Regions from separate parts of the Sus scrofa genome. Here region 2 is linked to region 1. The links are chromatin contacts, called in public Hi-C maps. All regions are on one chromosome and are shown on one strand. Each heading gives the region's core, a stretch centred on a gene start, on an enhancer-like site or on the middle of the called end of the contact. The rest is flanking DNA. Distances are from core to core; before and after follow the strand shown.

Region 1 (7,969 bases), core at 3,075-5,574:
GCGTCTGCAACCTACACCACAGCTCACGGCAACGCCGGATCCTTAACCCACTGAGCAAGGGCAGGGACCGAACCCGCAACCTCATGGTTCCTAGTCGGATTCGTTAACCACTGCACCACGACGGGAACTCCCTGTATGCAATTATTATTATCATGCTGTGATGAAATTAAATATAACCACTGATTAGCAGCCTCATCGTATGAAAAGTCCCCAAGTTACCAAAGGGAAATTATCCTTAGTATTTGCGCCCCTTGAAACTCTTACTCCTCGTGAAACAGAAACAAGGAAAAGGGTAGAATTTGTCTAGTATTGCTTTAGCACTGGTACCCCATCTGGGGCTCACCTTAGCTTCCAGGGGTGCCTCCGGACAGTGGTAATAAGAAGCAACCTCCTCCCGACTGGACAGGTAGCCTGAGAGAAAAGAGCAGAAGGAAGAAGCTGGAAGTTTTCACCCCACCACTGACAGCTCTGCCCTTAAGTCAGCAGGGCTTCAAGGCAACCTTCAGAGCACATACCATTCAGTTTAGCTCCAGGGCACTGAAGGTAAAAGAGATTACCTTCCTTCATATCTTACAATTTTATGGGCACAAATGTATAAATAATAACAAGAATTACCACACACTATAAAATTATCTGCAGCCTCTTGCTTACGTGATTGCATTTTATTTATTTATTTTTTTTTTTACTTTTTAGGGCCACCCTCGAGGCACATGGAGGTTCCTAGGCTATGGGTTGAATCAAAGCTATGGCTGCTGGCCTACACCACAGCCACAGCAATGCCAGATCCAAGCCACATCTGTGACCTATGCCACAGCTCATGGCAACACAGGATCCTTAACCCACTGAGTAAGGCCAGAGATGGAACCCACAGCCTCATGGTTCCTAGTCAAATTTGTTTCTGCTGCGCCATGACAGGAACTCCTTGTTTTATTTTATTTTAGATTATTTATTATTTAATCTAAGTCCCTTCTAAGAACTATATATATATATATATATCATTCTATTTTATTTTATTTTATTTCCTTTTTAGGGCTGCATCTGTGGCACATGGAAGTTCCCAGCTAGAGGTCGAATTAGAACTGCAGCTGCCGGCCGTAACCACAGCCATGACAACATAAGATCAGAGCTGCATCTGCAACCTACACCACAGCTCACGGCAACACAAGATCCTTAACCCACTGAGCGAGGCCAGGGATGGAACCTGCATCCTCATGGATGCTAGTTGGGTTTGTTACCTGATGAGCAGCAATGGGAACTCTAAGAACTATATTTTTTGAAAACTTGTAATTAATGCATTCAGTACATTGGGTCCATTTAACTTTTTCACATTGTATTGTATACCTATTAGTATTTTTCCTATTATTCCCTTTTAAACTATTTTTAAATTAACTTTCCCCTTTTGAATTGTACTCTCATACAATATCTCCAAGTGTTGGCGTATCAGCTTGAAGTACACACAGTTTCATACAGATTATTATGTTTTACACAATTGCTCTCCAAAAAGATTATTTTTAGTTACCAAGGCTAGAGGCAATATTCATAATATTTGTTAAGTTAATAAGTAGAGATGGTTCTCTTGAAGTTATGCAAATTGGCACTTTCCTAATTATTAATAAAGAAGAGCATTTTCTAGATATATATTATTATCTGTGTTTCTTTTGGCATGAAGTGTTCATATCCTTTGACTATTTTTCAAATGGAGACTTGGTTTTGGTTTTTCAGGTTAAATCATTTTCCTACTATTTTGGATGTAAAAGTCATCATACACTATTTTTAGGAGTTCCCGTGTGGTTAGCAAACCTGACTTAGCATCCATGAGGATGTGAATAAGATCCCTGGCCTCGCTCGGTGGGTTAAGGATCCTTGTTGCTGTAAGCTGTGGTGTAAGTTGCAGACGCAGCTTGGATCTGGTGTGGCTGTGGCTCTGGCATAGGCTGGCAGCTACAGCTCCGATTCGACCCCTAGCCTGGGAACCTCCATGTGCCTCGAGTGTGGCCCTAAAAAGATAAAATAAAATAAAATAAAAATAAACTATTTTTATAACCTAACTTTTGATCTTACTTTGTTTTGACTTTTATTTGTGAAACTTTATAATATGTAAATAATCAAGCTAAAAATCATGTGCTTCATATCTATTTAAAGTGCTCTTAAAACTCTATTTTAGCATGAAACTGGATTTTTATTCTGCATTAAGAATGTTTCTGCGTGCACATATACATGGAGGAAAATGTGCAACACAAAACAAAATCAAAGAATCACTTGTTTTGCCAAAGTGTTTAGGGTAGAAATGTTTAATAGATGAAGAGAGTTGAACCTAAGTAAGAATAATTTCTTTCTGTCATAAACAACCTTCTATCCTCCGGAAGGACAGCCCACTCTTTGCTGTCCTTGGTTTTTTGTTTTTGCATTCAAACAAGCATGATTACATTGGGAGTGTCACCAGGACCATAAATAAAATAAACCTTGAATGTGTAGAAAAGGAGAAATAAAGCCAAGAAGCTATTTACATAAGGCAGTAAGGAAATTAATTTAGGACCTATAGAGCTCTGTAAAGAAGCAGCTGCAGGAGTTCCATTGCAGCTCAGTGGTAACAAACCCAACTGGCATCCATGATGACGTGGGTTCAATCCCTGGCCTCACTCAGTGAGTTAAGGATCCGGCGTTGCTATAAGCTGCAGTGTAGGTCACAGACAAGGCTGGAACCTGGCATTGCTGTGGCTGTGGCACAGGCCAGCAGCTGTAGCTCTGACTCAGCCCCTAGCCTGGGAACCTCCATATGCTGCAGATATGGCCCTAAAAAATTTTTTTAAAAAGAAGCAGCTGCTGCAGCCAAACTCAAGGCCTGTGTATAGAATTAGCAATGGTAGGTAGGAGCTTTATTTGAGAAATAAGTATGTCCTGGGAGTCTAGAGAGGAGAGGTGCCATAGCGTCAGAAGAAGCCAGGAAAGAAGATGGACCTTGATGACTATGAGGGTAAGCATTCTGAGACTCCTTTCCCCAAATCCAAACAGCCATTTTATCTTCGCCTCGCTTTAGGAATTATGCATCAGGAAGGCAAAGAGAATTGCTAGACACTTACTCCTATTAGAAAAACACCAAATATTTGGAAGCCACCAGATTAGAATCTCAGGAGGAGCTTACCAATGGAGGGGGCATAGCCGTTATACTTCCCCGAGTCCAGGGCATCTTTCATTGCTTGAGTTACTTCCTGGTCTGTTGGCAGGTTTCCAAACACAGTAGGGTCCCCTTTTCACAGGAGCAAAAAAAAAGAACCACCAAGAGGTTATTCTTCAGGCCCAGGGCTCAGACCCACCCTCCACTTTCATCCTTTCCACCCAGCCAGCGAGGATGGGGGTGAGAGGAACAAGGCCTGCCTCTTGGTCAAGTGTCCCCCACTCACCAATTGACAGAGATATTGTGGTCTTGTTTGGGTTCGGTTTCACCTTCATGCTGTCCACGATGGCCCGGATGGGATTGCAAGTCTTGTTGGACATGTCCGAGGGCCTCACGGACCATCTGGCCTTCCTGCCTTTCATTTTTCCTGGCACAGGGATTCTACCAGCAGTGTTGACATGCACATCCAGAACGGAGGGGAGGTTGCCATGGCCGTGCATCTGAATCACGTAGGGGTCCATCACCAGCAAGACTCTGGGGAAAAGAAGAAGGGGTCACTTTGACACTTAGAACGAACACCGTCCAGGAGGGGGCTGCAGTTGGACCCAAACATGGGGGTGATTTCACCAGACATCTTTCCAAACCCCTTTCTCATATAAAGTAGCTTTGTTATGCATGAAGGGAGTTTTAAGACTTTTTACTGAGATGGAAAATAAGCAAGAATCCATTCTAAAATATGAGCAGAGCGTGTTCTGTTGAATGCTTATCTACTGAGACCCTTAATTCCCACGAAACTTTAACCACGCCCTCAGTGGAACCAAGGGAAAAGGACATGAAAGTTGGTCGGCAATGACGGTGTAGGTCTTCCCTCCTTTCCTGGTAAGTCAGAGTCTCCCTAAGACTTCCACAGACCGTGTGCACAGAGCCAGGAGGAACCCTTCCACATGGCTAGAAATTCAGTGTTAATATTACCATTAGTAAAAATAAACCCCTATTCCATAAGTGTCTTGGTGCCCTGTGGAAAAAACCAGTCAAGATACCACAAAGAAAAAAGTGTGCATCCTGAATCACTACCACTAGATTAGGTGAGGATTGAGATTTTACCTGTCAGGTACTGGAGCAGCGGCTGCCAGGTAATCAGACCAGGAAACTGTCTTAGTCCTTTGACAAGTTACCGTGACAGTGATTTCAGAGGTGATGCCTGACTCCTGAAATAGCCCCATAAATGGGCGTTGGGCCTGAAACTTTCATGCTATTGGTTGGGGTGAGAACAGGGCAGCCCTCCTCTCTCCTTCCCTCCCCACCTTTTTTTTTTTTTTTTTTTTTTTTTACCTCTAACCCTGCCTCCACCCCCACCACCAAATCAGGAGTTTGTCCTCACTTCAAACATCTGGAATTCTCTGTGTTAACTCTTTCCAGGCACTTTGTGAGATGTTTGAGAGGAATGTCAGAGGGGGTAGTTAGGATGACAGCTGATAGTTTTGTTTGTGTGTGTGTGTCTTTTTAGGGCCACATTTGCAGCATATGTAGTTTTGAAGGCTAGGGGTCAAAAGGGAGCTGCAGGTGCCAGCCCACACCACAGCCACCGCAACTCGGGATTGGAGCCACATCTGCAACCTACACCACAGCTCATGGCAACGCCAGATCCCTAACCAGGGATCAAACCCGCATCCTCATGAATGCTAGCTGGGTTCATTACCGCTGTGCTGCAACAGGGACTCTCTGATAATTTTTATGAAATTGTTATTTTATTTTGTGACAAGATAACCTATTAAAAATGTAGTGGTACAGACCAGGTTCAAGGGAAAAAGCAGGAGTCCTTCCTTGCACCTTCTATCTGTACATTTTATTCTCACTCCCGGTGGCAGGCAGTGGTAATGGTTTGACCATTTCTATCCATTCACCAAGACAGACAAATGACAGGACATCAGCAGATTGATCGATGAGAGATAAATCCATAAAGCCAGAATTTTATAAATTTCCAAAACAGAGCTGAGACCTGCTCCACAAGTTGTTCAGCAGCAGGCTTATTTACTGCCTGCATCTCGGACTCTTTTCCCCGTCAGTCCACAAAGTTCTTCTGTGATTGGAACAAAGCGGGCAATTAGAGAAAATCAAGGCCAACTTCATAAACATCGTAAAAATATCGAGTCTCTAAGGCAATCCAGGCCTGTGCCATTTTATCCTTATACTGTGGATTCGCCTTCATTTCCCTGCTAAGGAGTTACTGGAAAAATAAGATGTCAGGTGAGATCTAAGTCAAACAACTTGGCTAAACAAGCGCAGCAGAGAACCTGGCATTCCTGTGAGCCCATGAGAAATACTGTCCGTTCAAGGGTTAAGAGAGCTTCGTAACCCCATGGCTCAAATTCTGTTTATTTATTGGAAGACAAGGAGTTGTTACATAACCTCTGATAGGAATAATGTTATTAACTCTTGCATACAGGTTTTTGTATAAACATAGGTTTTCAATTCTCTGGGGTACATACCTTGGAGTAGAGCTGCTGCGCCATATTATGGACAGTTTTTGCACTGTGAATTATTATTTTTTATTTTTCAATGAAATTTTTTGCATGGTGAATTTTTAAATTACACCATGAAGTTTTCCCATGTTATGAAAAACATTCTATCAGAGAGAGGCATTAGAATTTATTGAAGAACTGTCCTATTGTTGGACATGATGTGGAGTCTAGTTTTTATCTTTGTAAGGAATGCCGCCAAGCGCATCCTTGTACATAAATGTTAGTTCATATATTTGATTATTTACATAAAATTTTACTATACATTGATTTACTGCATTGAAGAGAATAAACATTTTTTCTTTTACTTTATTAAAGTATAATGTATTATCAAAAAGTAAATTCAAATCTAATGTTTATCAACTAAACCCTGAAACCTTCTTTCTCCATAATTTCCCCATAATCCCATATCATGAGAATAGCCAGTTTAGCCATTTCTGGTTTATCTTTCCAAGTGTTTTCTTTTCTTTCTTTCTTTTTTTTTTTTTTCTGTCTTTTTGTCTTTTCTAGGGCCGCACCTGTGGCATATGGAGGTTCCCAGACTAGGGGTCCAATCAGAGCTGTAGCCACTGGCCTACGCCAGAGCCACAGCAACTGGGGATCCAACCCACGTCTGCGAGCTGCACCACAGCTCACGGCAACGATGGATCCTTAACCCACTGAGCAAGGCCAGGGATCGAACCCGCAACCTCATGGTTTCTAGTCGCATTCGTTAATCATTGAGCATGACAGGAACTCCCCAAGTGTTTTCTATATCTACATAATACTTGAAGAGCTGGTCTTGGTGTTGTCAAAAAAATATATATTATATGTTTATTCTATAGCTGCACTGTCCTTTATTGTAGCCACTACTCATAAGTGGCTACTGAGGACTGGAAATGTGTTTTGTCTGAAGAGAGATGTGTTGTCAGTATAAAATATACAATGGGTTTCAAAGACGTATAAAAATAATGTAAAATAGCTCATCAATAATTTTATATTGATTACATGCTTAAATGATATTTGAATCTACTGAGTAAAATAAAATAAATTCTTAAAATTAATTTCATCTATTTCTTTTTTACTTTTAAAAATACTTCTATTAGAACATGTGAAATTGCTATGTGATTTGCTTTCCATTTCTGTTGAATGATGTTCTGTAGCTTGCTCTTTAAAATATTTTGGTAATATGTTGTGTGGACGTTCTTTCCATTTTCATACATAGGGATCACCTTGATTCCTCTTAATGGCTAAGTAGTGTTTGTTTAACATTCCACTCTTGTTGGACATAGGGTGGCTTCCAATTTTTCTTTCTATGACAAGTAAATCCTATTGAAGACTTATTATTTATGACTGGGAATTTTAATGAGTATCCTATACTTTGTGGAATAGATTCCTAGAGGGAGAATCATGTTTCAAATATGGATAGACCTGCCAGATTGATCGACTCATGGACTACAAGAAGAAGAGACAACACCAACATGTGTTATTTTGACAACATCTTGGAGTTCAGAGCACTTGTCAAGATGATACATCCTTTGGGGAAATAACAATAAAAAAAATTTTTTTTAAGGTGTTATTCCAATTAAAAAAAAAAAAAAGATACATCCTGCTTGAGGAGTGACATGGGGAATCAACAGAGTGTTACAGCAGGGGTTCTCCAGGAGGACAGAGGTTAAGACCCTTCTTCTTGATAGTGGCCTTTGCAAGAGTTAAGTCAAACAAGGATGGGACTGTCTCAAAGTTAGAAGCAAATGTGACTGATTTCTGTCACTCCAGGCTTGGACTTTCAAGTAACCCAGCTCCACGGAAGACTCACCTTCAACTCCCCCTTCTATACACTCGCACAGCCTGTGGGCTTAGTGTCCTGTCTCCACCTGGACATTAAACCAGGAGCCTAGATGATGTAGACTGATAATCCCCCCTGAGGCAGCAGCAGTGTCAGCTCCCCTACATCTTTGGTTTTCTGGCCTCCTCCAAGCTTGGCCCCAGGGCATACTATTTTTACCTCTGGAGCTCAATTAGGCATCTGATTATATGTTACCCAACGTTTCCAGATGTTTTTACATCTGGAGATCTTCTAGGTCTTCCTGACCTCAATATTGCCAGAAATGGAAGTCTCTCCTTGTTAATATGAAATTACCTTGTACTAAATTCTCTCTCTCCCTAACCTTTTGTGGAACATTATATTCTAGAATGAAAATTTTTACAGTTCTTGATACACAGTGCCGACTTCCTTTGGGAATGGCCGGTTACCTTCCTATCAATAATTGTTCACAGGAGTTCTCGTCATGGCGCAGAGGAAATGAATTTGACTAGGAGCCATGAGGTTGCAGGTTCAATCCCTGGCCTTGCT
Region 2 (7,969 bases), core at 1,460-3,959, 33 kb after region 1:
CCAGGGGGAAGCTCTGAGAGAGAAAGGACTTTGCCACTTCACAAACCAGCCTCTGTCTGCTTGTGCACCAGCCTCCATGATAGCCACAGTTGTCTCAGGCTCAAAACAGGGCTTTGTTTAAATAAATGTTTATATAAGCTCCTAGGATTTGATCCTCTGTCCACTCTGGGACGAGAGTCTGGTGGAGCTCACAGAGCACTTCTGTGGGAAGGGGGTTGGTGTCTGGGCAGACAGGCCTGGTGACACCCCCTCCTGGATTTCCTCCTGCCTCCTTACTCAGTCTCCTTGCTTTTGAGCCATAAAGGTTAGATTTTCCAGGGGCTCGGCCAAGGCCTCCTTTTCCTTTCTAACTCCCTCCCTCCATAGGTGAGTCCTTTTACTCCTTTGGTGCATATCCAGCCCCACCCCAAAATCCCGCTCCTGCCCCCAACTGCATACGCACTCACATCCAATTGCCACTGGACATTTGGATGAAGCATACCCATCTCAAATTTCACACATCTACAGTGGAACTCTCCAACTTGCTCCAAACCAGGTTCTCTGCAGTCTTCCCATCTCAGTTAACGATACCTCCATCCAGAAGAGGGAACCCGCCTACATTGTTGGTAGGAATGTACACTGGTGCAGTCACTATGGAAAACAGTAAGGAAGTTTCTCAAAAAATTAAAAATAGAACTATCACATGATCCAGCAATCCAGCTCCTGGACGTATGTACAGGCAAAACTGTAATTCAAAAAGATACCTGGATCTCTATGTTCAGAGCGGCACTATTCACAACAGCCAAGACATGGAAATCACCTAAATGTCCTCTGACCGATGAATGGAGTGGATTAAGAAGATGTGGTACATACACAGAGTGGGCTACCAACCAGCCATAAAACGAACAAAATAATGCCATTCTCAGCAACATGGATGCAACTAGAGATTCTCATACTAAGTGAACTAAGTCATAAAGAGAAAGACAAGTACCTTATAATATCACTAATATGTGGAATCTAAAATATGACACGAATGAACCTGTCTACAAAACAGATTCACAGACAGAGAACAGACCTGTGGCTGCAAAGGGGGAGGGTGCTGGGGTCTGCAGACGGAAGCTATTTTACATGAAGGGAATAAACAACAAGGTCCTGCTGTATGGAGCACAGGGAACTACGTTCAATATCCTATGATAAACCATAATGGAAAAGAAAATATTTAAAATAGTATATATTCTTTACATATATATTCACATACATATCTGAATCACCTTGCTATACAGCAGAAATTAACACAACATTGTAAATCAACTATACCTCAATTATTATTATTATTATTATTTTTTTGGACTTTTTGCCTTTTCTAGGGCCGCTCCCACAGCATATGGAGGTTCCCAGGCTAGGGGTCGAATCGAAGCTGTAGCCACCAGCCTATACCAGGGCCACAGCAATGCAGGATCCAAGCCGCATCTGCGACCTACACCACAGCTCACAGCAACGCCGGATCCTTAACCCACTGAGCAAGGCCAGGGATTGAACCTGAAACCTTATGGTTCCTAGTCGGATTCGTTAACCACTGCGCCACGACGGGAACTCCTACCTCAATATTTTTTAAAAAGGATACCTCCATCCACCCATCCTGTACGTCTTCCTCCAAACCACAACCTAGATCTGTCCACTTCTCATCAACTCAGCTACCACCAGCTCTCACCTAGACTGTTCCAGTTGCTTCCTAACTCATCTCCTGAATTTACTCTTGGGCCTCTGTAGTCCATCTTCCTCACAGAAGCCAGAGTAATCTTTATTTTAAAAACATAGATCAGAGCAAGTCACTCACTCTCCTGGTTCAAAACACTTTAATGCCTTCCCATCACTCTTACGATTAAAATGCAGATTCTTCACCACGGAAACCCTACAGCATCTGCTGCTTCACCATCCAGGACTCAATTCAAAGGCCCCTTTCCAGATCTATATAAAGAAACCTGCCCTCCTCGTCACAGTTTACACGTCAGATTGTCTTCTTTTTTATTGCTTGTTCTCCCTTTTCCACACACTCTAGAATGGGTGCATTACTAGCAGAGTTCACCACTCTATCTCCAGCGACAGCTAGGCTAGGTGCTCAAACATATTTGTTGAAAGAACTCATTAATAGACGGTAATTTTGTATGTTTTAAAATATCCTTACTTGCCAAAAGGTTGCCAATTCTGTGGGGTTCATCATTAAAAAAAAAAAAAAGTTTAAGTCCAGGACTATTGTAATAAATAAACTGGCCTCAAGTCCCCTACAACACAGTTGTTAGGAGGATAACAGGAGAGGGAGGAAGAGAAGGATAGTGGCCGGGTGGATGGATGGGTGAGAGAATGGATGGGTCCACGCTGCAAAGAAAACCCAAGCTGTTAGCTGCGAGCTCAGTTCCCTAGGCCGCCCGTCTTGCAGACGTAACGGAGTGGATACTTCAGAGCAGACGGGCAGGAGGGCGGGCGGTAGGTCTCTCCCAGGTGTGTAAAGCATCTCGACGCTCCAGGACCCCACCAAACCCCGGAACGCTCGCGCCCAGACCCCTGGCCGCGCTCAGGGGCGCACCCTGCCGGTGAACGCCTCCTGGCCCTCAGCGGGGTTAGGGCGCGTGCGCGCAGGTAAGCGGCCCGCCCCACCTGGCTCCGCCCCCGGGCTTGGCCACCTGCCGGGGAAACTTGTGGATTGTTGCCCTCGGGTCGCTCTGGGGCGGGGACGCGGAACTCGGCCATGGAACGCACGTCGGGGACTCGAGAGCCCCGGACTCGGCCGAGAGAGCGGGATCCAGACCGGCACCCTCGCCCGGACCGAGATCGCCACCCCGAGCGACAGTGGGACAGAGCTGGGGACCCACGAAGGGAGAGAAACGGGGGAGAGCGAAGGGACAGGGACCGCGACAGGGAAAGGAGGGACCGCGACAGGGAAAGGGACCGACACTCCCACCAGGACAGACACAGGGCTGGGGACCATCGTGGAAGTGAACAAAGAGTCCCAGAAAAATCTCGCCCAAGTCGGACGCGGGACGGACCCCGGCAGCCGACTTGGGACCCAGCCCCGCCACCCTGGCCCGCGCCTTGGGAAACCCCGAAGCCACCATCCTCGCGGAAGGGGGGCCTTGAACGCCGCGGACCAGAAAGGTGAGGTGGGAGAGGGCTTGACCTCGGCCGGGAGAAAGCCTCGGTCTGAGGCCCGCCTGCGCTGCTCTACGCCCCAGAGACTTGTCCTTGGAAGTGGGTTTAAAGGAAGTGCGATTCCTCCCCTTTGAGCTCTTAGAGGGGATCTGGGAGGGAAGGAAAAGCTTACAGTGTCCTCGCTTCTGGACCTGAACGATTAACAAAGCAGAGAACGCCCCCCCTAACCACCCCCCTCCCCCCGCCTCCTTGCACAGCCGGGGACCAGGTAAAGAGGAAGAAAGGACTTCAGGACTAGAAATGGGAAGGGGTGGGCGGGAGGCTGGGTGGGTGGGGTTAACCTGAGGCTCCTCCCTGTCGTCCTGTGACCACAGGACCGCCCCCTGGAGCTTCACACCCTTGTCCAGTGATTCAAAACCCAAAGTCTCATTCCCTGGAAGCCCCGGCCTAATAAAGTCAGACCCATGAAGAATTCATAGTTTAATGTGTAACCCCTCTCAGGAACATATATGTATTTCAAAACCAGACAGCTGGAAGAAGCAACACTTTTAGCTGAAGAACTGAACGTACGGAAAACTCAGCCCCAAAGGGCAGTTCCCCCGCCCCTTTGTGAGGGAGGTCTTTCTGGGCAGCCTCAGCCTGATCCCACGACTGTTTCGGAATCTACCCTCCTGAATGAAGGAACCTTGTCAACCCTACCTGGTAAAACAAATTTCCTGGAAGGCCTGGAGGTGAGAGCATCATGATATTCTGGAAGACTTTGTGATCTGGGAGAGACTGAGGAGAGGCAGTGGTCCTGGATGACACCCACCCCCCTTCTAAGGAGGTGTTTTTTGTTTGTTTGTTTGTCTGTCTGTCTTTTTGGGCCCGCACCTGTGGCATATGGAAGTTCCCAGGCTAGGGATTGAATCAGAGCTGCAGCAACAACAGATCCAAGCCACATCTGCAACTTACATCTCAGCTTGTGGCAATGCTGGATCCTTAACACACTGAGCGAGGCCAGGGATTGAACCTGCATCCTCAAGGACACCAGTCGGGTGCGTTAGCACTGAGCCACAATGGGAACTCAGGAGGTGGTCTTTTCTTCGTTGCACATTCCATCCAACTCCACACATATTACTGAATGCTCAGATTAGGTGCCAGGCCAAGAAGGGGACAGCCAGGTATTGGAGTAAAGACTGCTTCTGGTTTTTGACACCTACCCTTATTCCTAAGAGGAGTCCAAGATCCTCTCTGCTATGGGACTTGGAGGCTTAAGCCCAGTCTCTCTCCGGGTTGTGTCCACACAGCGGGAAAGCTACTATCCTGAGTTTATGTTACCTTATCTAGAACTAACTAGCCAAATGGTGATAAAGGGTGTGTCCAAACACAGGCACTAGCTTTTGTGTCCCTGCCGAAAGCCACACTGCATTGCCTGTGCCTGACCTGGGAAAATCCAGAGCTTCAGGTTTATTGTTTTGTTTTTATTTTTTTGGCCATACCCACAAAAGGTCAAAGTTCCCGGGCCAGGGATCAAACCTGTGCCCGAGTTGCCACCTGTGCCCTAGTTGTGGCAATGCCAGATCTTTAACCCGCTGCCCCACACAGGAACTTCCCAGAGCTTCAGTTTTAGGTTTTCGTCTAAACTGGTGTCCTGATCCCCCTGCTCGACACCCCCCACCCTGTCCCAGCCCCAAAGCCAGTGAAGGGAATGTTTGCTTCTTTTGCTCAAAGACACTAGGTGGTTTGAAACCAAGAGCGATTTATTTCTGTCTCTCCTCCACATAACAAGCATTTATTTAATAAATGGGAGGTAGGGCCAGAGACAGCAGAGATCGACTCACAGTGTCCACAGTCTCGAGGTGACCGACAAGCAAACCAGCCAATTGCAGCACGTGAGCTACTCCTGAGGGACGGATTCAGAGAGAATAGAGCTAGGGCCCTGATTGGGCTCTGGAATGTTTCCTGCAGGAGTCGGGCTGGCAAAGGAAGAGAGTGAGCTATGAAGAATGTCCAAAGTTATGGTACCACCCATAACCTTAAGAAATATTTCTGATTCAATTCTTGCCAAAATAACAAGGGAAGGAAGAGAATACCAGCCTGGGCATCAGAGTCCTGTGAATGCAAACTAGTTTTGAAAAGGGCCTGTTCCTCCTCACTGAACTGAAAAGCCCCCCTAGGCAGCTGCCAGCATCCAAGGCAAGGCTCAGAATTACACGGATAAGTGAGGCCCTTAGAGGAATTGGGCCAAGTATTTGGATGCCCTGTGGAGCCACTGAGCCAGAAAATTTTTCTGGAGTACGAAATACTGCCCCAGATTTTCTGTCCTGCACATTCTTTAATGTCCAGACCCAGCATGAGGTGTCCTGAGTTCTACTGCCAAGCAAGCTCCTGAATGTGAAGCCCGCTAATGGCCATGTTTGTGTTTGTTTATAGTGAACGCACTTCAGGGAGATATCAGCTCTCGAACCCTGGGCCTGGGCTAGAGGAAGTGGAATATTACCAGTCAGAGGCTGAAGGACTCCTGGAATGCCACAAGTGCAGATACCTGTGCACCGGGAGAGGTGAGCCATGTGGAAGGTGGTTCAACCATTTACTTACTGTTGCTGGCGGTTCTGGAAGGGGTCCGAGCTGGTGAAATGAAAATTCAAGCAGACTTCCTTTTGGTTTCTAGCATTTTCATTTTCATACTTTGCTTCCCCTTTGATTGAAAAGGTAGGCATGAGGTTCCCCTTTGCTTAGAAAAGGTAGGCCTGTCTGCAAGGGGCGGCTGGCTTTCCCGGGTTTCTCCTCGAATGGAGATGGATGTGCCCCGGGTCTGGCGAGGCAGCCGTGGCTGCAGTTTTCAGGCTGCAGGTGGAGCCGCAGGCAGAGCCAGGAGCGTTAGAGAAGGAAGAGCACCTGGAGATGGGAGCCAGGCTGAGCTCGTGCCCCGGGATAGGACAGTGGATGCCCAAACACGCCCTCACGGCTGTTAAGTGCTGTCGACTGAGACCCACAGTAAGAAATACCTTTTACACTAAGAACGAGTTCACGTGTGTGCCCCTGAGCGCGCGCACGCGCACACGCACACACAGCCTGAAACAGTAAGACCCTATCACATACCAAGTACACTGACAATGTCTATCCTATTCTGTTTCATTGAAAACAAACAGAAACAAAAGAAAACACACCCTTAAGAACACGTACACGATACCATGTGTCAGCGCCAAATGTGGTTTCCCAGCGTTCCCACCCTGGCACCAGGCTGCCCTTGCCTACGAAGAAGAAAATCTGGTTTGTCAGCGTGAGCCCTTATGGCTCACAGGATTTGGTGAGAAATATTCCTAGGCTGCCTGTGACTAAAGGGGGAAAAGTTCTCAGCCTAAGGGAGAGAAATCAGGGAACTTAATACCTGAAAATATCTCTTAGGCTGATTACAATGAAATTCGCTCTTACGGAATTATGGAGGACTTTGACGGATGAGCCCCAGGCAATCCAGGTACAAGAATCCTCACTCTCATTTACACACTTGGGCACACCCTGTTGCTTTTAATTCTCTCAACAGCTCCTAAGGCAGGGAGAGGTTGCAATAAGTTACGCAAAGTCACACAACTGTTAAATGAGCAGCTGGAATTGAAACTTAAGAGCTTCTCTGACGCTAAGGCCTGAAATGGTTTACATGCTTGATCTCTTTCTCTTCTGTTTTTCTTCCTTCCTCCTCCCTCCCCCCCCTTTTTTTCACTCCCTCCCTTTCTTTCTTTTCTTTCTTTCTTTCCGCCTGTCTTCCTTTCCGACCTCCCTTCCTTTTTTAACCTTCTCTGGATGATATAAATAGTAGGAAGAAGCCCGAGGCTGCTTAACAGGTTTCTCTGTAGAGGTATTCTTCTGTGATTGATTTACCAAGAGAGGGCAGAGCTTGCCAGGGGACCCCATCAAAACACACCTTGATTTAGCTTTGATTGCTTCTGGCTATTTGGCTTTGGGCCTAGAGGTTGGGTTTCTGAGTTGAGATAGTGAAAGGATGATTCAACAGCAGCAGCTAACAAATGAAGGCTTAGAAAAGATCTCTGGATGTGCAGGGACCCATATAAATACACAATGCTGTGTTGTGTGCAGAGACACAGCCCTTAAACACCGGGGACTTGTCGCAAGCAGGAACTGCATGCCAGGGTAGAGGTCGCCTGAAGGTTTTCAGCCTCCTCTTAGAGGGGATTTTTTGTGACTTCTTTTCCTCATTGGTAAAATGACATCCCCCTGCGACAAATTGGCAAAAAGGGTAGGCAGCTGTGGCTCTAACTTCCTGGGGAGACCCTGCAGTTGGGGCTGAGTCACCGTGAGGAAGTCCAAGGGACACTGACAAAAAGAGATAAACCCCGAATTCATGGTTACAGGCATGACTCCTCGGCTACTAACATCTTTAAAGGCTGAGGATAAAGATCAGATAAAAACCAAGTGCAAATGTCGAGTGCGCATATCAGATCACGAAATCCTGGGCATGCATGGATTGTGCTCATTTATTATGAAGTAATACATGAAACAACAGGGGGGACCAGTGACGAGTGAGCAGTTCCCTGGGAAGAAGGTACCGGTCTGCTCCCCTCCCGGCTCCTCCCAATTTGCATTTGGAACAGCGTCTCCTTTCCCTTCTGTCCTCTTCCTCTCCCTTTAGACCCTTGTGCTCCAACAGTGAGGGAGAAGCTTGTAAAAGGAGTGCTGTGCCAGTGTAACAGGAAAAGTATTTAAAATAATAATAATAATAAATAAATAAAAGGGTGGGGTCTGCATTCAGCTTGTAGCCTTAGGTGCAAAGCAGCCTTAAAGGTTTAATTTCATTCTCTCCCCAAAGGCTGTGATCTCTGCAGTCAGGGGTGCTGTCTGTCAC

What was found. Hi-C and Micro-C count contacts between places; a contact is called where the count stands out from the background.
Region 2: a contact with region 1 is called in a Hi-C map of liver, with 2.9 times the contacts expected there. The contact joins the promoter of MARVELD3 here to the promoter of TAT in region 1. A contact is called at or near these places in 1 of 5 promoter capture datasets (liver) and 5 of 47 Hi-C or Micro-C datasets (embryonic fibroblasts, liver and skeletal muscle).

Annotation. Positions count from the first base shown.
Region 1 is chr6:14,578,879-14,586,847 of Sscrofa11.1, forward strand. TAT (tyrosine aminotransferase) reads right to left here and starts at 4,325. Exons shown (of 12, transcript XM_003126884.6): 1 at 4,220-4,325; 2 at 3,402-3,649; 3 at 3,143-3,247; 4 at 344-411. The coding sequence starts at 3,636.
Region 2 is chr6:14,613,799-14,621,767 of Sscrofa11.1, forward strand. It overlaps MARVELD3 (MARVEL domain containing 3), which reads left to right and starts at 2,710. Exons shown (of 3, transcript NM_001243841.1): 1 at 2,710-3,132; 2 at 5,542-5,669. The coding sequence starts at 2,726.